Regions from separate parts of the Mus musculus genome. Here regions 1 and 2 are each linked to region 3. The links are chromatin contacts, called in public promoter capture Hi-C maps. All regions are on one chromosome and are shown on one strand. Each heading gives the region's core, a stretch centred on a gene start, on an enhancer-like site or on the middle of the called end of the contact. The rest is flanking DNA. Distances are from core to core; before and after follow the strand shown. Region 1 overlaps Rbm20 (RNA binding motif protein 20). Region 2 holds the start of Mxi1 (MAX interactor 1, dimerization protein). Region 3 holds the start of Gucy2g (guanylate cyclase 2g).

Region 1 (3,270 bases), core at 766-3,265, 1.4 Mb after region 3:
ATGTTTATTTTCTGGCCTTTCCTCTATATTTTCTGCTCTACTAGTTTTACTTCAGCCTTGGTGATGCTGAGAACTTTCTGTAAAATAAATCTCTAGTTTATTTTCACTGTTAAAGAGTCTTAAGAAATACTCACCCACCCTCTACTCTCCACCCCACCCCCTTACACACACACACACACACACACACACACACACACACACACACACACCCTGGATGGATCTGTTTCCATCTGGCAGAAAGGCCATGGCTTAGCCCATTTTAGGCTCCTTAGTTCATGATGTCACAGCCCTGAGCATAGACACAACCTCACCTCCAGTAGGGTGTTTCTGGGATAAGTCCTGCTCCACTATCAGACCCTGGAGAAAAGTGGGTCTGAGATAGTTAGAAGGGAAGCAAGCCCTTTACAAAGCCATCTCCCTCCCCGTGTGTCATTCTCTCTCCACCACCCCGTTCCGTACCTCCCCCCCCCTCCCGCCGCATCTCTCCTTCCCCCCTCGCCCCCGCATCGCAGAAATAATTGCCAAGGGTTTCCACCATTCAGGAAAGGGTGGCAGACCATCAAAAAGAACCCAAGCTTTTTTGTAGTAAAAACTCAACCTGATCTTAGTTGCCCATGCCTAGGTGGGACCCCACAGTGCAGAGAAATCAAGTCGAGGTTATTCCCGGAACACAGGGGGCGCCTGCTGGATTTCTTCTACACTATTTGCTTTAACATTCTAGCCAGGCCTTCGGAGGCTTGCTTCTATTAGTACTTAACTTTCTGTCTTGGCCTTAAGTAACTCCCATCTATCTGTTCCAGCCTGCACATACCCACATGTCCTGAGGGACGCGGTGGTCCAGTCCACCCTACCACCCATGAGGGAGAGGAAGGTAGCCACCCTCAGCCAACACACCTCGGCAAGCCTGGCTTTGGAGGTCGCTTTCAGTAGGTGGGCTGGCTTTTCCTTCCAGGGGGCTGGCTTCATGAGACCCATCTTCTGGGGACCCCCTGGCCTTGCAGTCATCGAGAAAAGGGCTGGACTGCCGGGCCCGCTCATCTGCTGGCTGGGGGGAGGACATTTGCTGCACTGCAGGGGCCAGACTCACATCTGAGTCCTCCTCTCCTCTTGCCTCCTTCTCGTAGCAATTTGAGACCTCCAGTGAGAGGCCTGTCTCGCTTTCAGCTGGCTTCCGCTCAGCATCCAGATTTAGGCCAGGCATCTCCAGGTCCGTGTCATTGGGACAGCTTGCGGAAGTAGACGGCACTTGTCCGGGCAGCTTCAGGCTGAGTTCTGCGTCTCCGTTCCCTAGGGTCTCTCCCTGCTTGGTGAAATCTTTGGCCAAGTCCAAACCTAAGGTGGCCGTTACACAGGTACATATTTTAGGGAGGGTTTTGTCTTTCTGGTCAATAGGCACAATTTCTTCCAGCTCTGGTAAGTCTGGTTCCATGATGAAATCTTCCTCGCCTACTTCGTCCACTGTGACCAACTCCTCCATGTTGGTGGGGTACCAGTTGTCCCCCTCGGGTTCACTCCCACTGTCACAGTCTTGTCCCTGTATGAGGATGTAGAACAGGTGTCATATGGTGGCTTAGAATACTCAAACGTCAGCCATACGCATTGGCTATAGGAGCCTTCATGTCGGAAAGACCTTGAGCGCTTCTCCTGCTCCTTGGGTTCTTAGGGGATGTGAGCCCCTCAAGCCTCACTTATTCAGTCGCCCCCCAAGTGGCACAGGCTTCACAACAAGCCCTTGCTGCTTGATTTGCCACGTTTTGAATGACACAAAGAATCCTTAACTTTGCTATATAGTAGCTATTTGTGACTATCTCTGAATGAATGGATACATTACAAATGGACGTCACTAAAGGTGGCTGGAGAGAATCCACTCACAAACTTCCTCCAGACTCCCTCTCTCAGCAAAGGTGCAACTTCCGCCCACACTCTGCCTCCGGTATTTTTCCCTTGGTGTTCCCAGCAGCCCTAGGGCTTGGCACACAGATTCGGAAGATTAGTGTCCCCTGACCGGAAAGGCATGAAGCTGGCGATCATCCAAGGACATTTCGTTTGCCCGTGGAAGCCCAGCCCAGGAGGACAGTAACTGGATTTTGATTTTTAACTAAGTACAAATAATCTTTCTAAAACACACAGAGTATGTCTCATTAATCTCAGGGTCTTGGGCCTGCTGAGGTCAGGGCTTCAAGTTGACTGCTTGTGTCGTGGACCCACTAAGGGACCTGCCTATTTTGGGAGCCTGGCTCTGAAGTCTGAGTCTTTCTTGGGCATATGTTTTCTTTTAGCAGCACAGCCAAGTTGCAGGAGAGGGGGGCGGAGCCCGGGCGTGCAGCTAAAGATCTCCCCAGAGGAGACATCGAAAGACTTCCACAGAGCTGTTTCTCCAGAGAGCACTGGGGCCATTGGTACAAGTGCTTGTGAAGACACGAACACATCCCATACGGCCGCTGTCAGGCAAAACCGACCCGGTGACAGAGTCTCTGATGCTAATATATGACACCACCACCAAGATGGGGGTGCAAACTCACCTTCTTTGTCCTTGTGTTTTCTGGATCACAGGACTCTGTCCCTTCCTGCTGTATGCCCACCATGCCTTCCTGTTCCTCAGCTCCAGCCTTACAGGGGAAGAACAGACCAAACAAGACTAAGAGTAGGCAGAGGCAGAAGAGGGGACACAGAGAGAAGTAGAGAGATCCGCACGCTCCTCCCCCGACTCCCTCACAGCGGAGGGGAGGCCACTGCTTCGGGAACTGAGGCTCAGAAAGAAACATGCTCACTCACACTGACAGAAAAAACATTTTGGGGGCTGGTGAGATGGCTCAGTGTGTAAGAGCACCCGACTGCTCTTCCGAAGGTCCGGAGTTCAAATCCCAGCAACCACATGGCGGCTCACAACCATCTGTAACAAGATCTGACGCCCTCTTCTGGAGTGTCTGAAGACAGCTACAGTGTACTTACATATAATAAATAAATAAATCTTAAAAAAAATTTTTTTTTGAAAGTAGGTCTTGTAGTTTTTCAGGGGACAGAGACCCCTGGTGATCTGAGTGTCTGCAGCAAAGGATGAACATTAAAAAAAAGCAAAAGTGACTTGAGTGGGGAAAGCTCGGGGAGGGGAGTGGCCACTGTGGGGCATCTCCTCCTAAAGACATCATTTCCATTAACACACACATGTGTACACACAGAGAGACACTGTGCACAGGCACACATGTACACATACACACATGCACACACATACACACACACACACACACACACACACACACACACACACAC
Region 2 (3,093 bases), core at 463-2,962, 1.9 Mb after region 3:
ATCTTCCTTCTCACAGCTATTATTCTGATGGTGCTGGAGACGCAGCACACGCTTGCCCCCGTTAGGGTGCTGCTGAGTCGAATGCCTGGCGAGAGCTGGGGGTTCCAATGGGCAGGGACAAAAATGAAACAAATACAGAGAGGAAGCCCAGGCCCGGGTGGGGTTCCTAGCATCGGTCTCCACCTGGGGGGGAGTGCGGGGGGGGTGGGGGTGGACGGAACCCTGTAAGGCGTTTGCCTTGCTCGTCCTGTGCGTCTCTGAAAATAAAGAAAATGGACACAACCGCCCACACCTTTTCCCCCAACTATTGTTTCTGCGGAATCCTAAAGTTTGCTTTTAGCCACGTCCCCCTCGCCAAGTCCCCCCCTCCCTACCCCAGCGCGCGCAGGACCGCAGGTCCAGGGAGGGCTGCCGGCGCTGCCTGGTTCCTCTGGCCTGTTTCTTTGAGGGGACCAGAGGCCGTGGCATCCCAGAGGCAAGGAGGCACAGGGGAACTGTGTCTGTGGACACGATGGCCTGAGCCTAGTCCTGCTGTGGAAGGAAGGAGAAACGAAGTAGGCAGGAAGAAGAGCCGGAGTCCACGGCGCGGAGAGCTGTTCGGTGGTGGCGGTTGTTATTGTTGTAATGTGTGTCTGTGTTTTCTTTCTGGAAGCCCTGAGCTCTGCAAACGGTTTCCAACTTTCAGCTTCTCATCCCCACCCAACCCTGGAACGAGCGACAAAAACAGAAACAAAACAAAACAAAAAAATAAAAACAAAACAAAACAAAAAAAAAAAAACCAAAACCATAAGCCAAACCAAAACACTTGTCTGCCGGAGTAGGCTCCGGAAAGAAAAAGGAGGAAAAAAAAAAAAAAAAGGGAAGAAAGGCGACCTCGGAGAGACGAGCTCGCAGCCTCTCAGCCCAGTTGTCAGCAAACAACAACACTCCCCCACTCCTCGGCCAGGCCGTCCTCCGGGCCTGCTGGAGACCGACAGACCAAGGCACCGACAGGCTCCCTCTCCCCTTCGCTGTCTTTGTTACATCTTTAGCAGCTTTGTGCGTGCGTGCGTGTCCTTTCTCCGGTGTCATCGGCTTTACTGCCGAGGGTACGTGTGTGTGTGTGTGTGTGTGTGTGTGTGTGTGTGTGTGTGTGTGTTTGTTGCGGGGGGGCGGCGGCGAACCGAGTAAGCGACAGGGGTCGCACAAGGGGGTGAGAAAGAAAGAGCTGGACGCAGGCGAGCAGTCGGGGCCCCCAAACTTACTTTTGTTTTCTTTCTCGATCTGCTCCAGGTAGCTGGCTGCCTCGAGCAGAATCTGCACGTTCTGCAGAAAAGTGTTGATGTGCTTCTCCATCGAGTTCTCGCTGGTGTTGAAAATGTCCGAGAAGGGGCACCGGGGCTTGGCCCCCGCCGGCTCCTCCGGCTGCGCCGGGGGCTGGGGCGCGGCCGCGGCCGGGGGCATGGCCGGGGGCGCGACGGGGACCAGCCCCGCGCCCTCGCAGCGCGCCTCCTTGCGCGGCCGCCCGCGTTTGCCCATGGAGGCACGGGGGTCCGCGGAGCTGCTCCTTGTCCGGGGCTGCGCGGCCGGCCGAGCTGCAGGGCCTCTGGGAGACCCGGCCTGCTGGAGTCACCGAGGCACCGGGGCAAGGAGCCGGCCTGACTGACTTCCCGAGCCTCGCTGCGTGCGGTTGTGAGTGTGAGTGTGTGTCGCTCTCGCTGTGTGGGTCTGTGTGTATGGGAGATTGAATGAACCTACAGGACGGACGGAGGCGCTGTGGCGCCTGGGTCCTAGTGCGAGCCCGATGCCATCTGACCGGTCAAAATAAATGGTGGCGGCTAGGGAGGCAGGGCCCGCCCCCTGCCTATCCAGCACCCTTCCCCGCCTCTCCGCAAATCCTAGCTGCGTAGACAGCACTGTGCTTTAATAAGAATGGGAAAAAAAAAAAAAAAAACCCTCGGATGTCTCTAGGTGGACCTGGATAAAAACAATTTTTCTTTACAGAAAAATAAATTCAGCACAATGCCTGGCACATAGGAGGTCCCCAATAAATGATAGCTGCTAGGCATTTTTTAAAAAAATAAAAAAGACCTTATTTCAAAATCAAACAATAAAAGCCCAATTCTGACGGGAAGAATAGAAACATCACATGTAACTAGAAACTCCTCCCAACACAAACATTTTACACATGACCCCTCACACGCTCGAACACACACACACACACACACACACACACACCTGTGTGTACCTTCACACAAGCAGAGGAAGTCTCCAGGCTACCCTGTCCGGGTTCAGATTTACCGACTCCTTTGCAACCCTTCAAATGCAAAGTTATTTTCCAGGAAGCGGGAGGAGATGTGAGCATCTCTCCACACTCACTCAGTCCAGCTGTGCAAAGCTCACAGCAGGGCGTCACTACAACTGCCTGCCCTTTCACTTGACAGAGTGCCCCCTAGATAGAAGTGGCAACCTAGGAACCTCTTCTTCCCTCCTTCCCTCACTCCCCACTCCCACACCTGGAGTCTTTATCCCCTACTCCCTCCAACAGTTTCACTGCTGCCACTGGGAGCCACCAGGCCTGCCTGACCAGAGTGTGGGAGACACCTGGATAGCCTGGTAAAGAAGGCTTGGAGTTCTCGGCCTACTCAAGCAGACTGAACAAATCAAATCCTCTAACCCTTCCTGGTCAAAATTTGCACATCCCTGAAACCTCTGAGAAGATGCTTTCGTGAACTAAGTCAAAACTACACCTAGAACATCTTGGGCACATACTAAGAATTTTTGTTTTGTTTTGTTCCTGAAGATCAAAGCTTTGTGCCTGCTGGGCAAGTGTTCTCACACTGGGCTACAATGGCAGCCCCTCTGTGAGAACTTTCTCAGTTGGAACCTAGGTCCCCTTTGCTGCTGTAACTTGAATCTAAGTCAGAATGAATGAGGTAAACAAGACTTTTCTGCACTTCACTGGAAAACAGTTCTAAAAGGAATCTACCCAGACTGACCTCGTAAGGGGACCTGGACTTGTGCTGCCCCCTGTCCTCACCAGCCCAGAGACACTTCCCTATACTTTTGTCACAAAGACTGAAAATGGAAACTTTGTTAACAAAGAATATTTTC
Region 3 (3,218 bases), core at 655-3,154:
GAAACTATCAAGTTCACAGGTCTCTCTCCTAGATTCCCACTGCACACAGAAGCAGACAGGCTCCATGGAGTCAATGTCTTTCCCCATAATAGGCCAGGAGTTGCGTATGTCTGTCTCTCTCACATGCCATCTCATGCCAGGTAAGCTAAGTTCCCTTTTCTGCCTCTCTTTCTCTTGGAATAAAAGTCTGAGTGGATTTATTCCAGACCCTTCCCATTGAATTTTACTGAATTCCTACTAAATTGAGGTCTTAGGTTGAGTATGTAGTCTCATAGCCCCCACACAAAGTCCGTCTGAGAGGGATGGTGTTACGCACATGTGAAACCAAGCCACAGTACTATTCGAATTGCCCAAGGCAGAGGATGCCAAGGGATTGGAAGAATTTGTAAGGAGGGAGGTATTAATTTGGTTCAAGACTTTGCACATTAACTCTAGGAGGAGAGACATAGCCTCTGTGTTCTGTGGATTTTGTGTTGTCCATCTGAGTCAGGTCTGGGCTAGGCGTCTGTAAAGGATTACATCCGAAGGGAGAGAAGCAGTGACCAGTCGTTCTTTTCTTCCTCTTAGTGCAGACTATTGGGGCTTCTCAAATCTTAGTCACTGAGACCTAGCACATCTAAGATAAATGAGGACCTCCAATGCAACGTTCCATGAGCACATTCTACATCAGAAGGTCTGGACTGGGGCCCTGGAATCTGTGCTTGTAACTGTCAGGAGACTGGTGGTTTGTAACAGGAAACTTTGAGGATCATAGCAGACGATCACGCTAAAATATCTAAGTATCAGATGAATGGGAGGAACCAGGTTTTAGCCAACTAAAAGCCATGGAAGGTGAGAAGTTGACCATTTAGAATAGATGTGCCTGGGAAATGTCTAGGCCATCTTATCTGGGATGGCTGTGGCCTTCCAAGAGCCTTGTCATCCTCTGATATGTCAGACAGTAAAGAGCTGGCTATCCCCCTACCCTAATCTTCTTGCCATGATCTATATAGAAAGAAGGTCAATATTTATTGACCCATGTTTCTCTAAACCCAGGTGAGAGAGAGAGGGTATGCCTGGTTGGCAGTAACATTAGTTCGCCTGTTCTAAGCGTTTTCTATAAAATGGACTGAGTAGACAATAGCTTCTATTCTTACTAGATCTAATGTTGGTGTGTTGTTTGTTTGTGCATGCGTGTTCATGCATGTGGAGGTCATTAGATATTGTCCACAACTGCTCTTCAACTTATTTTTTGAGACAGGGTATTCCACTGATTCAACTAGACTGGCTGGCTGGCTAGCCACAGGTCCTCCTGTCTCTACCTATCTTGAGTTGGGATTACAGGCAAGCATCACCATGCTCAGCTTTTATAGTGTGTTCAGAGGGTTGAAGCAAAAGTCTTCCCCCGAGCATAGTGAGCACTTTACCAACTGAGCTATCTTCCCAGCCCCTCAAACTAATTTTGATGGAATGGCTTTTTATGTCAGCCTTGTAGCAGGGAATTAGATTTACATCTTCTTGTAATCTTCCCCGCACCACTTTAGAGAAGATGTGCACCAACCATGCCTGGGTCATACAATTAACATGAAGAGCAGTTAGAATTCTAGCACAGGGTCTCTTACTATGTGAGTGAACTCACTGGCTTCACATAGGGTCACGTGACTTGTCCAGCAGCACAAAGGTCATCAGTAATGCCATTGGGCCAACATCCAGGGGCTTCTTGACTTCTCACTTCTGCCTGTTTTCTGTAGCTCTGCTGCCTCTGTATTGTGTTAGGGCCTGCTGAGAAAGAGCTGGTTTCCGTTAATTAGTGACACTGAACAGAAAGCAAGCTGTGATCTCTGGGGACTCTTCACTCTCATATAAGTTCTGGGCACGAATGGTCAAGAGGCTGAGCCTACCAGAGTTGTATAATGATACTTCGTTAGATGCTACTACCCATGGCTTCTAGGACACGCTCTGAGTCTCCACTAGAACCTAGGCTCTATGCTGGGGCAGGAAGCCGTGCAGATCATCCATCTCTGGTTTTGATGCTGTCTGTCGTTATGCTAGTGACTTGTCTCGAAGCTGCTAAGCTCACCGTGGGGTTCCATGCCCCCTGGAACATCTCTCATCCATTTAGTGTTCAAAGGTTGGGGGCAGGACTCCAGACTGTTGTGGACAAGCTCAACTCAGAGCCAGTGGGTCTTGGGAACGTGAGCTGGGAGTTCACTTACACCAATTCAACATGCAGTGCCAAGGAGTCCCTTGCGGTTTTCATCGACCAGGTCCAGAAAGAACACATTTCTGCTCTGTTTGGACCAGCATGCCCAGAAGCAGCAGAGGTAGAGTACGGAGTATTCTAAAAATGATGTTTGAATTTCTACTGAAAGGAGTGAAGTACAGATAAAGACACACATTCCATTCATCTCTTCTTATTGACTTTTACATTTTTGATTAAAAATATAATTGTATATATTCATTGTAGATGGCACTGCATTATATAAGGACATTTTCAGATGGGTATATATTATATAGTTTCATTAGTCTCTGGGCAAAAATCTTAACAATTGCTGTCTAGGTCTTAGTTTTTCTCTTCTCTTCTCTTCTCTTCTCTTCTCTTCTCTTCTCTTCTCTTCTCTTCTCTTCTCTTCTCTTCTCTTCTCTTCTCTTCTCTTCTCTTCTCTTCTCTTCTCTTCTCTTCTCTTCCTCTCCTCTCCTCTCCTCTCCTCTCCTCTCCTCTCCTCTCCTCTCCTCTCCTCTCCTCTCCTCTCCTCTCCTCTCCTCTCCTCTCCTCTCCTCTCCTCTCCTCTCCTTCCTCCCTCCCTCCCTCCCTCTCTCTCTCTCTCTCTCTCTCTCTCTCTTTCTCTCTTTCTTTCTTTCTTTCTTTTTTTGAGACCATGTAACTACAAGAGTTAATGGTATTTAAAGAATACCATTTCTAGGAATGACTAGTTCATGTGCCCTTCCCCTCCTTCTTGTTTGACTCATTGCTTCTTATGTTGTCAGCTACTTGGTTTGGAGAATTTGAGACTGACACCAGGGCTTGTTTTTAAAAATAACTATCAATTGTTAAAGGAGGCTTTCCTTTGGTGTGTATAATAAATTATCCAGGGATGCTCACAGCAAGCTGGAGAGACTACGGCATGACAGATTGGTCTAAGCTACAGCAAATGAGGGAAATGTGCAGTTTGTGGTTCATGGAATTAGCTTAGTCAACGTCCTCGGGTGTCCTGCCATCTGAGAGAGGATGGGGAGGG

What was found. Promoter capture Hi-C pulls out the DNA fragments that hold promoters and counts their contacts.
Region 1: a promoter capture Hi-C map of 3T3-L1-derived adipocytes shows a contact between it and region 3, with 5 times the contacts expected there. The contact joins the enhancer-like site here to the promoter of Gucy2g in region 3. A contact is called at or near these places in 7 of 39 promoter capture datasets (the 3T3-L1 cell line, 3T3-L1-derived adipocytes, embryonic stem cells and 4 more) and 2 of 115 datasets of contacts at active chromatin or transcription factors (embryonic forebrain and pancreatic cancer cells).
Region 2: a contact with region 3 is called in a promoter capture Hi-C map of hippocampal neurons, with 2.7 times the contacts expected there. The contact joins the promoter of Mxi1 here to the promoter of Gucy2g in region 3. A contact is called at or near these places in 2 of 39 promoter capture datasets (hippocampal neurons and pre-B cells) and 1 of 115 datasets of contacts at active chromatin or transcription factors (pancreatic cancer cells).

What each region holds. Positions count from the first base shown.
Region 1 is chr19:53,849,441-53,852,710 of GRCm38.p6, reverse strand. It overlaps Rbm20 (RNA binding motif protein 20), which reads right to left. Exons shown (of 14, transcript NM_001170847.1): 10 at 2,523-2,609; 11 at 895-1,534. Among named protein-coding and RNA genes, the nearest start is that of Gm41863, 9.3 kb to the left of the region's middle. Within about 2 kb of position 2,015, at least 91 of the 459 cell types and tissues checked have an H3K27ac peak or open chromatin away from gene starts, as enhancers often do. A contact at or near this core is called in 3T3-L1-derived adipocytes, hippocampal neurons and liver, where this site is marked.
Region 2 is chr19:53,309,125-53,312,217 of GRCm38.p6, reverse strand. It overlaps Mxi1 (MAX interactor 1, dimerization protein), which reads right to left and starts at 1,712. Exons shown (of 6, transcript NM_001008542.3): 1 at 1,245-1,712. The coding sequence starts at 1,518. The region is part of intron 2 of Gm30541 (a long non-coding RNA gene); the gene reads left to right.
Region 3 is chr19:55,239,938-55,243,155 of GRCm38.p6, reverse strand. Gucy2g (guanylate cyclase 2g) reads left to right here and starts at 1,904. Exons shown (of 21, transcript NM_001081076.3): 1 at 1,904-2,303. The coding sequence starts at 1,920.